2 separate regions of the Mus musculus genome follow, and region 1 is linked to region 2. Evidence: chromatin contacts called from public Micro-C data. All regions are on one chromosome and are shown on one strand. Each heading gives the region's core, a stretch centred on a gene start, on an enhancer-like site or on the middle of the called end of the contact. The rest is flanking DNA. Distances are from core to core; before and after follow the strand shown. Region 1 holds the start of Slc38a4 (solute carrier family 38, member 4). Region 2 has its middle 11 kb from the start of Slc38a2.

Region 1 (5,047 bases), core at 694-3,193, 350 kb after region 2:
TCAAAAATCCTGCGTGCTTATCAAACATTACGATTTGTGACAGTAACAAAACTATAGTTATGAAGCAGCAATGGAGTAATTTTACGGCTGGGTGTTCACCGAGGCATGAGGTTCGATCTTAAAGGGTCTGAGTATTAGGAAGGCTGATTTATCCTTTCACCGCAACACACATAATGAGAACCAAAACATCAAGCAAGCGCCGGTCTGCCTCACTCCAGCTTTTCTGAGGGCTCCCGATCTCTAAGCACCAGCCCAGAGGCTCAAAAAAACCCTCTAGGCGTGTGGCCACTGCCTAGGAATTCATCCCTAATCATCCTTGCTTAAGTCTCAGGTTCAGCTCGCCCCTCTTCCTCCAACTGGGTCAGCAGTGCTGAAGGAAGCATCACAGGCTCTGGTATACATGGAAGAGTTTTTCTAGCCACCTTTCCCTGTGGCTCGCCACGAGGGTCCGTCCATGGAACTCCAGCCCAATCCCCGCGAGGATCGGTTCACAGGAACCCCAACCCGATCCCCGCGAGGGTCCCTCCACGGGAACCCCAGCCCGATCCCCGCGAGGGTCTCTCCACGGGAACCCCAACCCGATCCCCGCGAGGGTCCCTCCACGGGAACCCCAGCCCGATCCCCGTGAGGGTCCTTCCACGGGAACCCCAGCCCGATCCCCACGAGGGTCCCTCCACGGGAACCCCAGCCCGATCCCCGCGAGGGTCCCTCCACGGGAACCCCAACCCGATCTCCAAGAGGGTCCCTTCACGGGAACCCCAGACCAATCCCCACGAGGGTCCCTCCATGGGAACCCCAGACCGATCCCTCCACGGGAACCTCAGACCGATCCCCACGAGGGTCCGTCCCCAGGAACTGATACCCTGAAGAGCCACCTACGCCTTTTCAGCTGTCTGTCCCTGCTCAGTGCCTCAAGGCAAAAGGAGTTCCTTCTGGTTGACCAAGTTGTCTCCTCCCAACTACTCCACGGTCAGTTTCCCTCTCCTCTGAAGTCCTCCATTCATGCCCGCGACCCCCACCCTACCGCGGGGTTTCGGCGCCTACGAGCTGTTGGGTGTGGCGGATCCCCGATCCCACCATGTGGGAAGCAGTCTCGGCTCTAAATCAAATTCTCACTTTGCTCCAGGCTCTTGGGACTCCTTAGAGTCCCCAAGCCTTAGAGTTCGCACTCCGGGAGCATGCTGATCTGCTCGCCGTAAGGCAATTTAACAACGGGAGCATGCTTACAGTCAGGAAATTCAACTACCAACTATCAAGAGACCAGCGAGTCTATTTTAAACCCTGAACCCGTGTTCCCCCACCACCTCCGGCGGGCGGGGGGTCATAGGCACACTTCCAGCAACTCGGGTAGCACCTAGTGGGCACGATCCCCAAGGGTGAGGAGCCAGATCCTAGGAAGGGTGAGACCCTCTTTATAAGGCAGCTGCTATCGTTCAAGGAGGTCCCACAACAAAAATCTCAGAGCCAATAGACCTCCAGTCGGCAAGCCCACACCAGTCTCTGGAGACGGCCACGCAGGCACAGTTCGAATAGGAGCCTTCAAAAAAAGCCCCTCAAGCTATCCCCTCCGCCTGCCCTGGTTTACTTCACTTCTAGTCACTGAAATAACCCAGTTAGCCTGTAGTTCTAAGGTACAACCAACAAATTTTGACCCTACACAGTTCCGAGACCTGAATGCCCCACGTGCGCTTGTCCCCACGCGCGCGCGGGGGCACACACATACACGCGCGCACACACGCGCAAACATACACACACACACACACACACACACAAGTTAGGATCTAGCCCTAAAATTCCACGCTGAGTCGTTTTTTAAGAGAAAATATACCACATTTAACTCACCCGCCTTTCTGTCTACCCTCTTCGGGTTGGAATCCAATGGATGTGGCGGCAAGGGTTAGACCGGGAGACCCTTCCGTCTTCTCTATTGGCTTCCCAAAGAGTGGAAATTTCCATCCTGTGATAGGGGGCAGCATCTCGATCTCCTTTCTTGAGGACCCTCCCTTCCAGCCTAGCCACCAATAGCAGTGCAGGAACCTGATCTGTCAACAGAAACATCTTTCCAGGTGGAGTCTAGCTGTCCAGCTGTCCTTTTAGAGGGAAGCCTGGAGCCCAGAGAGCAATGGAGGCCCCTCCACCCGCCCTGGGTCTTGTTACCAAAGAGTTTGGTGTGAGTTCATTTTCGACTGTGAAGTTTCTTTATTTGGGGGGATTTTCCTGTGTGCAGGATATATCTACATCGTTAAGTAGGTAAAAGTAGTCAGTGTAGAGTATTCGACAAACAACTTTTTCACGGACTACACAGCTTACTGTCACCACATAACACAAAGCAAACAAATAGAATATGGTGGTCACAGTAAAAATCTCTATGCAATACAAGGGCAACCTTGCCGTCACCCACTTGTGAACCTTTCCTGTAATTCTCTTATGGGGTCCTAGTTTAAATATGATTCTGAGTACAAAGGAAGCTATAATAAACTACATTTTCTGCTCGCTAGGAGGGTCTTAAGGAAAAATATGTATATGGAACCATTTTCTGATAAAACCATTTTCTGACACTAAGCATAGTTCCCGCTTCAAAGAAGGTCCGTGTTTATTTAATAAAAGTTGCCATTCTTTTTTGGCAGAAGGGGTTCACTGGTGGAGAAGTGGCCTCTGAAGATTTAACAGACCCACCAGGGACACAGACAGGGCTTTTGGAACTCTCACGCGCCCAACGTAAATTATGAAGAGCTGCCGGTCTAACTGTCTGTCTTCAGGAAGGACACTTAGCTCTTCCCATTTCATAGCTCCTGTATTAGAACAGTACTAGAACATGGCGGCACTTCAGAAAGAAAACAATGTAACAACAGAAACATCTGCATGCTAATAAGGAACACTCAAAACGTTCCATCAGTGATAGATCTCTCTATGTCTCTTGTCTCTATGTGTGTCTCTGTCTCTGTCTTTCTCTCTTCTCTCTCTCTCTCTCTCTCTCTCTCTCACACACACACACACACACACACACACACACACACACACACACACACCTCAGATTATACAAAACAGTTCAACAGAAGGGTAGCAACAGAAGAATATATAACTTCTACCACAGCATGATTTTGTACCACCCCCCCCCCAAAAGCACAATATATATAAGAAATATTTAGTTTCACGAGAGTAGGTTAGCAATCCTGGTCAAATATGATATATACACCCTTTTGGTTTCTCCTGGCAAGAAGTTCAATTTTGTGGAGTTAGAATATAACAGAATAATTTTAAAGTCCCCTTCAGCTTGTTGAAATTGGGTTTTATTTATACTGTGCTATCTCACCATTGCCTCTTTAATAACACGTAAGGAGTGTATGTAGTAAGCTACTAGCAGGTCATAATGGCTGGACCACAATAAAAGGATTTGAGGCAGGAGAAAGATTTCTATCTCTCAGGGCCTGACCTGAGACACAGGAGAAGCCAAGGCAAGCCCATAAACAGAATATCAGTGGGGAAAAAACATGGCTGAAAGCAAATAGTTCCTTCATGCCAGCAGCTCATGCCCGAGAGATGTATAACTGCCCAACTTTTCAAAACCAGGAATCCTAGCATCCATCTTTCCTTTCTTGTCCTTTTTAATTTTTTAAAAAGTATTTATTTTACGTGTATGGGAATTCTGCCTGCACATACACCTAACATGGGCGTGTCTGGTGCTCTCAAGCTAGAAGGTAGTGTCGGATCCCATGAAACTACGATTACAGGGAGTTGTGAGCCACCACATGAGTGCTGGGAATCAAACTCAGGTCCTCTGGAAGAGCAGCAAGTGCTCTTAAACACTGAGTCATCTCTCCAGCTAACTTGTAAATAAACTATTTATTTAATCACCTTAGCTCATACCAAAAAAAAAAAAAAAAAAAAAAATCAAAAGCTATGGTTCATTGCCTGGTGTAATAGGAAACTACGTGTTATTCATTTATATATGCTGGAACTACGAGTCAGGTTATGGGCTGAGGGGAAATTATGCTAATTTTATCTATAAAGCATTGGCATTCCGATTCAAGTGCAATCCGCTCATCTTTGGTGGGGACTGCACTTCACTGGAGTTGCAGAAGGTCCCAGAGTAATGTGGAGACGCCAGACACAACTGAAAAGCCTGGTTGTCTCTCTGCTGTGAAAATTGACCAGGAAAGGCCATGTAGCCGTGACCTGGTTCCTCCGGGGTCATGGAAACCAGTGTTCTAAGGGGCAGGAAGCTGAGTGGCCAGTCCTATGAAGCTTCTCGTGGGACCTCACTGACACGCATTTTGGTTTCGCGTGAGATCATGCTCTGCCTTTGGAGAAGACACCCTCTACCATGATTTTATGGTCACCCCACAGGGACAAATTAGTTCCATTCTAGAGACTTGATTTTTCTGAAGAAAAAAAAAAAACAGACAAAAATTGTTGATACCGCTTGCCTGGAACATACCTTGTTCAGACACTATCACAAGCTTACCTAGTGACAAAAGAAAAGAAACTGTGGGTGTTGGAGCAAGTGAAGTAAGATTCAGTGGGGGGCTGCTCACACTCTGTAAAGCTTCACCAGCTAAAATGTCTCTCCTCAAAGGTCTGTAAGCGACTCTACGTGCAGACAACCAAGCAGTCAAACGACTAAGACCTTCACTCTCCTTTCTGGCTCTAACCCTCGGGCCATCTAACCCTTGGGCCATCCGCCATGCGTGTCCTAACTGCTGGCGTTCTAAAGCTCTCACTGGCCCCTAGCTTCCTAAGACCGGTGGCTTTCCACTGCTGTTTCCCCTCTTCCTGGAACCCCTTGCTATGGGTTCCAGCTGTCAGTTTCACCTCATTTCTCACCGTTCAAGCCTGAGTGCCATGTTAGTGCCACGGTGGTTTTGTGGTGGGGATTGTTGGGGTTGGGGTTGGGGGGGGGGAGCTTATACGACTTCAGTAGGAAGGGGGAAATCGCCCAGCCTACACAAAGCTCAAAGAATTGCCTCTGTGCCCCTCCATGCAACTGCTACCGACCTACCAGAATTCCCTATTCTGTTTCCCCGGAGGCCAGTGTCCTTTCTGCCTC
Region 2 (4,818 bases), core at 586-3,085:
TAAGCAATGAAAAGTGGCTTAGATGAGACTATATATAGCACATAGCAGGTCTGCAGAGATGCTCTGAGCTTAACTTTTAGCCACCACAGTCTTCTCTAAGACTTCAGGGGGTAGCTTTTTGTTTTGTTTTTTTATTCTGATCTCTTTAATATCCTGGGGGTGTCCTCCATGAGGATTGCAGGTTTATGATTATAGAGTGGTTTCAGGGGTCAAAGGGCAGACATCCACAGGGTGGGGTTGGGGGTGAGGGATGACAGGTGTCAATTCTGTGAGTCAGTTTCATGAAGAAAGATCACATTTCCTGGAAGTACTGCTGTGATGTTTCACACTCCGTTGATCAGCATCAAGGAACTTAATAATGTCTAAACAGTATGTTATGCAGTGAGGCCATGATTTGTAAGCAGTGTTGTGTGCAAGGCATGTTTTCCTCCGTAAGAATAAAATTCTGGTGCCCCTTAAGACACTTAGCCCTAGAAGACCTTTTCAGGAACATTCAGATTTACAGACATTTTAGTATAAATGTTTACTGCTATTGAGACTTTCAAGGGATCTAGTACCAATCGTTTCTGTCTCCTCTCTAAAAAATGAGGAATGGCTGATTTTTTTTCTTTTTGTCATGCTTCACTGCCATTTCCTCTGGAGTCCATTTTGCTAGGTACAAGAAAGAATGACAGCAAAGAGAAAGTGTTCATGGACCTAGATCTTCCACCAACACCTGCTAATCAGCAGTAACAGGGTTGAAAAGTCCACATGCCCACGGGTTGACAGAATGCTCACACTTGGAACGAAAAGCTAATCGAGAAAACAAGGAGCCAGCGCAGTTATAGAGGTCTAGGTTTTGAATACTGTGCTACATCCGATTGCTTTAAAAACAATAAAGACTCAGATCATTACAATTCTCCAAAATCTGTTTTTAAAAACGGGTTACCCGTATTTTTGTTCAGAGGAAAAGGCAAAGATTTATCAATATATTGTGCCTACTTTTGGGCCTCGATGACCTTCTTGGCCTTCAGTCAGTTTCGTGTTCTTTCTTCACCCAAGGCGAAGAAATAAAGATTTATTAACATACCTGCAATTCTGGTTCTCAAGTGGGTTGTGGGGGCTTCTATGGGCTTGGTTCTGAGATTACTCACAGAAACTCCCACTGTTTTGGCTGAAATCTTTGGCACAACGTGGTCTCATGTAGATGTCTGCATCCGGTTTCCAGTAAAAACCTCTCTGAGGACAAGTGGAGAGCTAACACCCCTCTATTCGCCTCCACATTAGGCAACACTCACCCGACTGAACCAACCCGTGGCTAAAATGGCTAAATTTGTTTTCTTGAGGAGAACCACGCACACATGACACACCCCTTTACAGCCAAAGAATGTCATGGTCGGTGTGGCCATTTGTCACCTCTGGGTGAGGTCAAACTCCTTACAATTGCTGCCTCAGGGGTAAATTCCGTGAGGCATATTTCTGGATGGGGGGGAAAATGAATATTATTTATTTTCCTGGGGTGGGTGGGTGGTGGTGATCCAGATCGGGCTTTGTCTAGGCGACCGTCGGTCCCCTCAGCATCCCACCCCAACCACTCCTCCCTCCATCCAGCTCCATCCAGAAGACGTGGGACCCGTGTGGAGCTGAGGTGACGAGGTTGAGGCCGCGGCGCCCCGCAGACGAAGGCTGAGGCGCCAGGGCGCCGCTGCTCGCCTCTCAGGATGCCAGGCGGCCACACATGAGTTGGCCTCGCAGGCACCCCGGGCCAGCGGTGGCAGCTCCGGAAGTCATGGCCGAGGGGTACGCGGCGCTTTCCCCCTGGGGAGGGCGGGGCTTACGCAGCGGTTTCCCCAGGGAGGGCGGGGCTTGCGCAGAAGCGCGGGGCGGAGGCGGGGCTGCTCCCCAGGGGCGGGAGGAACCCGCGCAGAAGCAACGGGCGGGAAGGGGGCGTGGCCTACTCCGCGCAGCCTCAGTAGGTCTCCTGAAATTTTTCCACTGAGGCTGCGGGCGCGGAGGCCCCGCGAGGCGCGGGCAGCTCGTGCGCAGACCACTTCTGCGCAGACCGCTTCTGCTCGTCCAGAGCCCACGTGATGGCGACTCACTGGGTTCCGCCTTCTTTTGGTGCGCGTGGCGGGGAGGGATGGAAGGGACAGGGAGCCGCGGTGGGGAGCCAGTGACTGGGGAAACCTAGAGAGTCGTGATCATCAGGGGTAATCCTCCGCTCGGGGAGGCCGCGGGGGAGCGAGGCCGCTGCAGCATGTGCACGTGCCCGCGCCTGGGGCCGAGCCCGCACCCCGGCGAGCAGGGACTCCCCAGCTCGTGGGTTGTCTTGCTAAATCCCCAGACCCACGAGGAAAGTCCCCGAAGCTTTGCGCGGTGCTTCCACATGGCTCCCAGTGAGCCTTTGAAAGTGGCTTTCAGAGTTGTTCTCCTGCTCCTTTGTCGAGAAGACGTTACGTAGACATTCCGCCCTCATCTTGGCCCTAGGGAGGAAGCGGGTTTTTTTGTTTTTTGTTTTTTTTTTACAGAAATGCTGCGATCGTTTAGTCTCGTGGCATTTTAGATTCTTTCTAGTAATTGTGTGTGTGTGTTTATCTTTTGAGTCATTCTATCAAAGTCTAGGAAGGAGAAAAAAACCGACAGGGAAATAAACACAAAGACAACATACTCGCCTCTGAGTTAGGAAATTACAACTTTTCTTTACCTGCTGACTTTTTCCTGGGAAGAAATCTTCGAGGTGAATATAATGTTGAGTTCAGATTTCTCCACAGCCCTGCCCGGGGCCCTTTTCTCTCCTAAAGTGGAGCAAAGGTCAGAATGGCGAAAGCTACTGAACCTGGTGGATACCTCCTCCCCCCACGTTTGTTCTACCTTCACAACTATGCGTTTTACTTTTGACTTGTGTTTTTAAAATTTTCCTGGAATTAGAAGCATTGTAATTAATGAGTCTAGATAATACTTAGCTCTCAGAATAGATGCTATTTCGAATTCCTTATTGTTTAACACCCCTCCCCCCACTCTTGAGTCAAGGTTCTACATAGGTTCAGGCTACCTTTGAATTTTCTAAATAGCCTTGGTCGATCTTAAACTCCTGATCTCCGACTTTCACCTTCCAAGATGTGTTCCAGATGTGCCACGCAGCTCTCAGGCTTTCCAATCCCTTGTACATATGCATATTTAATTCATTAGCTCTGTGAGGTAGGGGCCGCTTAGAATTCATTATTTACCTATTACAGTTAAAAACATGGAGAAGTTGAGTAGCTTGCCAAGGCCATACAGTTTATAGAGTGACCGGATTTTGACTCCACAGACTGTCAAATTTATGCTATGTTGCTGGCCTAGAATTTCCTGGGGGGCTGTGTAATTCAGCTGTGAAGAGCGCACTGACTGTAGCCTGCAGAGCACTCCGATTCTCAGATCTGATTCTTAGGACCCATGGCATGGCCCACAACTGTAACTATACTTCCAGGGAATCCAGTGCCCTATTGTAGCCACCTCAGGCATCAGGCATGCTTGTGGAGCAAAGACATATACAAAAAGACCAAACACCAATACTAAAAATAATGAAAAGGCTTTCCTGTTAATAGGTTTAATTGTATCGAAATATTTAAATTTACATTTTAGTTTTTTTTATTATTATTATTAGCTTTCCTGAAGTCCATTTTAGAGAGGCATCTAAGTTTAATTTGGATAGAAAGCCACACAATTTAACAAGAGCTGTTGAAGAAGTCATGCGTTCAGAGCAGTGGTACATTTTTCTTATGTAGAAGTTTATTGAAGTGTCTGACCTAGGAACTTATTTTCTCCAGGGAGAAAATAACTGTAACTCCAGCTTCTAGCACAAGGAGAACAATCCAGGAAAACGAGGCTCTTGGACTTTTGTCATTCGGTAAATTTATATTGATTGATGCGTACTAAAGAAGTGAGCACCCTTGAAAGGGTCAGTGATGTCATGCCAACCAGAAGGAAATATTCCAAGAGGCACATGCATATGAGATAGATTCGTATCTATATGAGTAGGCGGATACATCTGCTCCTTCTTCTCTTTCTTTCTCGAAGCTTCTTTTCCTGACTGATCTCGGCTGGGTTAGAAGCTTTTCTTGTGTGCTGGCACCTTTGGAAGTTATTACCACAGAATTTTCGTGACCCATCCACGGGCCTTCTGATTAAGTACCATGAACGGCAGGCATACTTCCTGCTCCACACGTTGTCCCGCTGCTCATCACGGTTGTCTGTCCTGAAGTGATAGGATTTATGGGGCTCAGCGGTTCTTGTTGAAAAGATGAGCTAACACAATTCGTCGGCTCCATCTTACTAGAATGTGATACAGAATTCACTTCTAACAGAAGCCGTGGGGTGAATGCACTTGGGTTTGTAGTTCCTGCTTAATTTTCATCCACAATAAATGACGTTCCCCCACCCCAGCTTCCTCCTTCTTCACATTGCTTTATGACTATTCATCTGTTCCTCCACCCATCCATCTACCCACTCATCTAATCATCCATCCACCCATCCATCCATCCATCATGCATCCATCCCCCCACCGTTACTCCTATAGTTGATACTGGGGATATATATTGAGTTTGTATATACTTCATTGTCCTGTCTTGTGTTTCGCAAATGATAGTTCTGTTTTTATATGGCAGCTTTTAGAAATACTTCTGTGTATGTGTGTGTGCCTGAGTAACGTATGTGTAATATGTAAACAGGTCAGAAGAGGGCTGAGTACAATTGTGAGCCACCATGTGGGTGCTGGGAAACAAGCCCAGAGCTTCTTAGAGCGTAGCGCATGGTTTTAACTGCTGAACACTCTCTTCAGCTCTACATATGATTGTTTTT

What was found. A called contact is a pair of places that touch in the nucleus more often than the background predicts.
Region 1: a Micro-C map of embryonic stem cells shows a contact between it and region 2, with 2.0 times the contacts expected there. The contact joins the promoter of Slc38a4 here to the enhancer-like site in region 2. A contact is called at or near these places in 6 of 484 Hi-C or Micro-C datasets (embryonic fibroblasts and embryonic stem cells), 5 of 115 datasets of contacts at active chromatin or transcription factors (craniofacial prominence and embryonic stem cells) and 2 of 9 other capture datasets (adipose tissue and pancreatic islet).

What each region holds. Positions count from the first base shown.
Region 1 is chr15:97,054,013-97,059,059 of GRCm38.p6, forward strand. Slc38a4 (solute carrier family 38, member 4) reads right to left here and starts at 1,944. Exons shown (of 16, transcript NM_027052.3): 1 at 1,843-1,944. The region is part of intron 1 of Gm32840 (a long non-coding RNA gene); the gene reads left to right.
Region 2 is chr15:96,707,871-96,712,688 of GRCm38.p6, forward strand. No RefSeq gene overlaps it. Among named protein-coding and RNA genes, the nearest start is that of Slc38a2, 11 kb to the left of the region's middle. Within about 2 kb of position 1,836, at least 366 of the 459 cell types and tissues checked have an H3K27ac peak or open chromatin away from gene starts, as enhancers often do. A contact at or near this core is called in craniofacial prominence, embryonic fibroblasts, embryonic stem cells and 1 more, where this site is marked.